Linked DNA regions of Mus musculus: region 2 is linked to region 1. A link is a contact called in public HiChIP or PLAC-seq data. All regions are on one chromosome and are shown on one strand. The core of a region is the stretch at or near the end of the contact, and the rest is flanking DNA. Distances in the headings are between cores, read along the strand shown.

Region 1 (3,186 bases), core at 226-2,725:
AGACTGAGTACACAGAACCAAGCCCAGGACGACACGCTGCGGAGCCAGCTCCTCACGCAACCATGTTTATTGCGTGCCCGCTGGCCTGGAGTGCAGAAGTAACTCCTATTAAATTAGCAATCAAGCAAAGCAAAGCTTGAGTCACAGAACAACCCAAAGCACAATGGGATGAACGTGGTGACGGCCAACTCCTTGAGTGCTGTGTATAGCTTTTAAATGTTACCTACAAATTTATAATGTCCCTGATTAGCTTGAAATGTCAAAATCGTAGCTGAAGACCCCACAGAGGATTTCTAAAGGGCGAGGTGCCTTTCCTTTCTTTCTTTTTCTTTTTGCTTTGCTTTCTTCTTTTCCCTCCTCTAGATTCGTCAGAACTAGCTAGCAAAAGCTCCCCGCTTAGCCTGCTAATGACTATCAGAAATATTCACAGTGTTCCCTGGGTTTCTTCTCTTCTCGCGTGGTCAGGCTTTAACATGCAGTCCTTAGTCTCAGCCTAATTACTCACATTTGAAGCGGGAACCTCACATCTGTCACAAAGCTCTTAGGCCACTTTTAGGAAGGCCTTGCTGTCAACAACAGGAAGTGGGAGGAGGGGTTGGGGGTGGACTCTCTTATCTCAGACAATATGTGGAATTGCACCTGACTGACAAAGCCACTGAAGAAGCTGGTGATAATATTATTACAGTAGCTACCATATGTCTTACATCAAATGCGGCTCTAGCTTTATCATTTTCACTGGGGCTCTCTAGAAGGAGATGGGAGAGAGCTGCCGCAGAGATCTGGCTCTCCACTGAAATGCAGGCTTCCTGCTCCTCTATAAAGGAAACAACTAAAACTCCATTTGCATCAAGAACCGAGAGCCCTAGGTTAATTACAGGTAAGGGTATGTTTACATTCCCCAGGGCTAGCTACTGACAGGTTTTATTTCTGAGGGAAAAAAAAAAATGCTGCTGCAGTTTGACTAAATCCACAGGTCTTTTTTTTTTTTTCCACTCTTAAAATTCTGTGTGGCCGAAAGGAACCCATCACTCAAAGATCTTTCAAAGGTAACCTGGAAAACCTTCATTTTCCAGAGTCTGAATGCAGTTAGAGAACCCAAAGTTCAGACCCGGAAGCCTAAACAAAAGAAGACATGGGAGGTCGATACCTTTGTGAGGCTCAAAAGAGGGCGGGTGGCCTCGGGGCATGATGATGGTGACATAATCGGCCAATTAAAACCTTGAGACAAAGTCTGAGCCATACAGGTGCAGAGCCCAGGATGCTGTGAGCTAAGACTAGTCAGCCGGACAATAGTATCAAAGAGCTAACTTCCCAGGTGGGTAACATGCTTGCTTTGAAAGGACCAGGACACGTGCTAGATCCCAGAACAGATGTAAAAAGTAGGGAGAGGCAATGTGCACTTGCAATCCAGCACACAGGGAGACGGAGACAGGCGGGTCGCTGGGGCTGACTAACAAACCTCTTCAAGGCCAGTGAGAGGACTTGTTACAAAGAAACAAACAAAAAGATGGGTGTTATCTGAGGTATGACTGCTAAGGTTGTCCTCTGATCGCCACATACACACACCACTTCCCACATCTGCAAGGCTTCTAGCTTCATCCCTTTCTTTTCTTTCTTCCTCCCTCTCTCCCTCTTCCCCTCCCTGCTGTGGATGGCTCTATGCTGCTTGCTCTCTCAGGACAGTAATGTACTCAGGTGGCTTCTTGTGAACCAATCCTCTAATGAATAAAGGAGCCAATCACTGGGCGAGTAGGCGGGACTTCCGGGTTGGACTGAAGAAGAGGGCAAAGCAGGAGAGAGTTAGGTCCTCTTTGGAACAGACTGCAGAGGGGTAAGGTGTAGCTGTTAGAGTTTCCCAGGCCATTGCCCACCAGCCAGCCAAGAGTTAGAGGCACAAGTGCGGGAGCATGATGGTTCTTCATTTTTTAATATTTCCCACAGCACCGCCCTCCCTCTTTTCCTCTCCCTCTTCCTCCCCTCCCTCTCTCCCTCTTTTCCTCCCCCTCTTCCTCCTCTGTCCTTCCTTTTCGCCTAGTACCAGAGGGAATGATGGATCAGCCAAGCTAACCTTAGCAACTGTCAGGGCCGTAGCTCCTCTGTAGGTTGTTAAGTTACTTCTTTAGGTTTAGATTCAGTTTTCCAAAGCCACGAACCACAGATACGATGCCACAGGCTTTCTTGCCCAGCCAGCCATGAGCTATTTAGCTGTCACTTTGTACCTGCAAGTCCCCAGGGACTCTAGATTTAGCAGTGGGAGCCAGTCTGTCTCTTGCCAGTCTCTGACCACCATCTCTGTCTCTCCTGGTGCTCACTTCTTTGCCTTTAGCACTCCTAGCCACTGACAGACATTCTCACATTGACCTGTTTGTGTAGTGATTCATGTTTGCTTCCTCACCCCCCCCCTCCCACACACACACCTGTGCACAAGCACAGCTTCGTTCTGAAGTGGCCATTCTTGTCTAGAGTGGATGAACCAAGTATCTAATCACTGAGGCAAACGGTAGCTTGTGATCTCAGGAGGCCTGGGCACTGGCTATGGATGCAGCCACTGTCAGAACACTGGCTTCACACAGATGGCCTAGACATGGGGAGTGTTTTTAATGCAGGCCATTTCTCTGGAGAAGAAATAAGACAGAAAATAATGCCAAGTTCGCCACAGGCACCTGAAGAAAAACTATTTGTCTTTGAAGGGTGTGAGGCAGAAACCATATCCAGCAAAACCTTTGTCAGATAAAACTGAAAGATAAGGTCTGCCCCCCACCCCCTTTGTTTTAATTTGTAGATAGAAACACTGGGAATTAAAAGACATTCTACTGAGAAGGTAGGTACTCTATCCTACGTAAGGAGTATCTATTCCAACGATGAGTAGTGGTATATACCTATAATCTCAGACCTTGGGAGACAAAGGCAGGGGTTTTTGGAAAAGCCAGGTCCACACGGAATTCTACATCAGCCAGCACTGAATAGGAAGACCTAATCATAAACAAACAAATAAATCTTTTGTAAGCAGAGCCCCCACCCTGTTCCATCTGAAGACTACAGTTTCCCCTTATTGTGATTACTCTAAATCAAGACATCTCAAGACCCTAGGTTTTGTTTTTGTTTGCTTGGTTTTTGTTTTGTTTTGTTTTGGCCAAGATGTTTATGACCACAGTCAACTTGATGAGATTGAGAATCATGTAGGAC
Region 2 (3,186 bases), core at 370-2,869, 740 kb after region 1:
AGTGGAACTCTGGTCCTCTGAAAGACCAGCATGTGTTCTTAACCTCTCTAGCCTTTGGGTTTTGGTGACTGAATCTCATTTTGCCCAGGCTGGCACTGAACTCATGACCGTTCTGCATCCACCTCGCTGGAGTCATGGCTGCAGGCACACATACCCAGCCTGCTCCCGTGTTGCTGTATCTATTGTGTGGTGTGTGTGTGAGTGGCATGTATGTGTGTGCATGACTATGTGTGTTGGGGTGCATGTGTGCATTTGCATGCAGGCTATGTCATGCCTGTAGAAGGCAAAGGACAACCGCAGGTGTCGGTCCCCATTTTACCATGTCATTTCCTGATGCTGCATGTATCCCAGGCTAGCCAGCCTGTGGGCTTCTCAGGGCTCTCCTCCTTGACCTTTCACCTCATTGTAAGGGCACAGGGATACATATCCATGCTAATACACCCACCTTTACATGGGTTTCTGGGGATTTGAACTTGGGTCCTCACACTTGCATAGCAAGCACGCAGATGCTTTTAAGCACTGGTCTTGCATCCCGCCTCTGGCTGAACACCATAGCTCAACTGCTACAGCCCAGGCTGGGAATACCAGCACCCCTCCAGAGGCACCCTACCTCCTCTTCGTGGAGATGCTTGTGATAGACACAGTGCTGTCAGCTCACTAGGACTTCATGTTCAGACATGTTCCCACCCTGAGCACTTTTTTAAAACTCTGAGATTTCAGAGGCTGACCTTTGCAGGACTCTCAGATCTCCCTGACAACGAGCATGCATTTCATCTTTCTTTTGGGGAGGCAGGGGAGCATTGTTAAGAAGGGGTTTCATATACAGCTCATGCTAGCCTCAAAGGAGTCCACATGAGAGAGACAGGGAGAGAGCAAGGGAAGGGGAAAAGGGAGAGGAAGAAAGTGAGCTAGTTCAAACAAGCATTTCCTCTAGAACTCACAAGCCTTCTGACTTTGACCAAAAAGTTAAAACCCTTGAAAAGACTTTCACCTCAGAGAATCGTCATCTTGGGCCCATGGTCCCACACAGGCCAGTTCCCTTCAGAGGAAAACAATGGAAGCTTTCTTTAGTCTCCGTAGGCATGACAGAGCTTACGTGCAAGTGCCCATTCTCTCACACGGCCATACACACACACACACACACACACACACACACACACACACACGCACACGCAATGCGGCTTTCACGCAAATACCGGTCAGTACAGATACAGACTAAGGACTGCTGAATTCCAGTCTCCTCTGGGACGGGGATGGCGGAGGGGAGGGGCTGTGCTCCAGCAAGAGTGTGTGCTCACAGCAGGCTATCTTGCACTTCCCTAGCCTTTGCTTAGATCCCCACACCTCTGCCTACTCCACACATATTGCAGTCACGATCACGGGAACACGGGACACAGAAACATGTATCTCCTAACACGTGGCCTGGGAAGGTGGTGCTCTGGGCAAGGCTCACTGGTACTCGATTGGCCGCCATATTTCCAGAACTCCCCCAGATGCGAGGTGTGCAAATAGCTAACAGCAAAAGGAGACTGGAAAGAGAAGCCTGGGGAAGAAGACAGCAAGGACTGAGGAGAGCACAGAGGGTTCAGCCACCTGGTCATTTAGCTGAGTCATGGTCTCCTCCACACAGGGGCAGAGCAGGAAGCAGGAGAGTTGACAGCAATGGCAGGTGTCCAAGGGGAGCAGAGGCCTGGCTTCTGGGGTCGCATTTCCTGACTCTAGAATCTGAGTTTTCCTTTCTGGAAAAGCACTGACACCACAATCCATTGTGAATTTATGAGATGCTGCTTTCTCAAGCTCCTGTGATTGGCCGTGACCCTGTGTAAATAACCCTGGGCACGGTCTCGTGCAAATGACTGGTATAAAAAAAAAAACACGCCATTTCTGACGCCTATAAATTTGTTAGTTCTGGATAAAATACTCTTAGGAAGAACTTTGAGACAAAGACTATAATTCAAACTCATCCTAAGCAAGGGAGTGAAAAGGAAGGAACCGCTTTCTGAATATTTGAATCTGCTTTCCCAGAACTAAATTAGACCTGAGGTGCCCCGAGCCCGGAACCAGAGGCTTCCCAAACTCTGCTGTTCGGCCAACCGTGAAAGCTACTCATCGGTAGGAACTTTCCTGGGTTTGCTCATCTGAAGCCGACTTGGCATGCACACCAATCCCACACACGGCTGATCACTACCATTGATGCTTCTCTTCTTTCTCTCTCCAAAAGAACCAAGGTAGAATTAGCTTGGGATCTCTCCACTGAATCATAGAAAATACCACAGGATAAGATGAAAATTGAGTTTTGTCAAAACCCTCACACATTACCAAGCCATGGAAATGCTTTTATCTGTAAGCTGTATATCAATGAACAGACAGTGCACTGACAACAGACTCTGTCCCGGACAAAGTCTGTCTCTTGACAGAAATAAACACATTTTAAACAGCTACTGACCAGGTTCACATCCTTGGAGTCTGACCTTTGAAAAGTGCACTTAGACATGGTCTGCAGCTGCCTCTTTGCTGGCTTTTTACAAGGAACAGTTCCGAAGCAAAGACGCTGTGGTAAGTCTTGTGAGCCTGTTAACTGTGGGTGGTGGTGATTTCCAGTCTGTGAGAGAAGATTCCTGGACACCGCAGAGGAGCAAGCAGGGCGGTCGGGCCTTCAGCGAGCCAATGCTGAAAGTTAGTTGCGAATGGATTTCCCTTTGAGTCACAGACTCAAGGGCACACCTTGGACAAAGCCTTCTAAGATCTCCTCTGTGCACTCTGCTCCATGGAGGGCCACAGGGGATGGCTGGAAACCAGTCATGTGATCCCAAGCCAGGAGTGGAGGCCCACGCGTGGAAACTGTTGAGAGGAGCATCTGCCACGTTACTGGCACATTCCGCTGGCCTGCACCTGCTAGACAGAACCGCCCAGAAGGAGAGGGATTCTTTGGGGTGACAGTGTGCTATGACTCAAGTCCCTCCCTGATGTTCAGTTTACAGTATGGTCTGTTTGGATGGGAATGATTGAGAGCTGTTAAAATGTGTTAAGTCGTAAGAGAGTGCCGAGGAGGGGCATAGTCGGCAAAGCGTTTGCCACGGAAGCGTGGAGTACTGAGTTTGACCCTTTTCACCCACAGGAAAAAGTAAATAAAAATTAAAAAGAAAGTTAAAAGGCTTTGTTGGAGCTAAAGAGAGGCATCAGTAG

The links. HiChIP or PLAC-seq counts read pairs in DNA pulled down with a chosen protein or histone mark.
Region 2: an H3K27ac HiChIP or PLAC-seq map of embryonic stem cells shows a contact between it and region 1, with 4 times the contacts expected there. The contact joins two enhancer-like sites. A contact is called at or near these places in 3 of 39 promoter capture datasets (the C10 cell line, cranial neural crest and second pharyngeal arch cranial neural crest) and 4 of 115 datasets of contacts at active chromatin or transcription factors (embryonic stem cells and large pre-B cells).

Annotation. Positions count from the first base shown.
Region 1 is chr3:152,928,241-152,931,426 of GRCm38.p6, forward strand. All of the region lies in intron 2 of St6galnac5 (ST6 (alpha-N-acetyl-neuraminyl-2,3-beta-galactosyl-1,3)-N-acetylgalactosaminide alpha-2,6-sialyltransferase 5), which reads right to left. All of the region lies in intron 2 of Gm46830 (a long non-coding RNA gene), which reads left to right. Among named protein-coding and RNA genes, the nearest start is that of Gm46830, 30 kb to the left of the region's middle. Within about 2 kb of position 1,476, at least 82 of the 459 cell types and tissues checked have an H3K27ac peak or open chromatin away from gene starts, as enhancers often do. A contact at or near this core is called in embryonic stem cells, where this site is marked.
Region 2 is chr3:153,667,417-153,670,602 of GRCm38.p6, forward strand. All of the region lies in intron 1 of St6galnac3 (ST6 (alpha-N-acetyl-neuraminyl-2,3-beta-galactosyl-1,3)-N-acetylgalactosaminide alpha-2,6-sialyltransferase 3), which reads right to left. Among named protein-coding and RNA genes, the nearest start is that of St6galnac3, 56 kb to the right of the region's middle. Within about 2 kb of position 1,620, at least 59 of the 459 cell types and tissues checked have an H3K27ac peak or open chromatin away from gene starts, as enhancers often do. A contact at or near this core is called in embryonic stem cells, where this site is marked.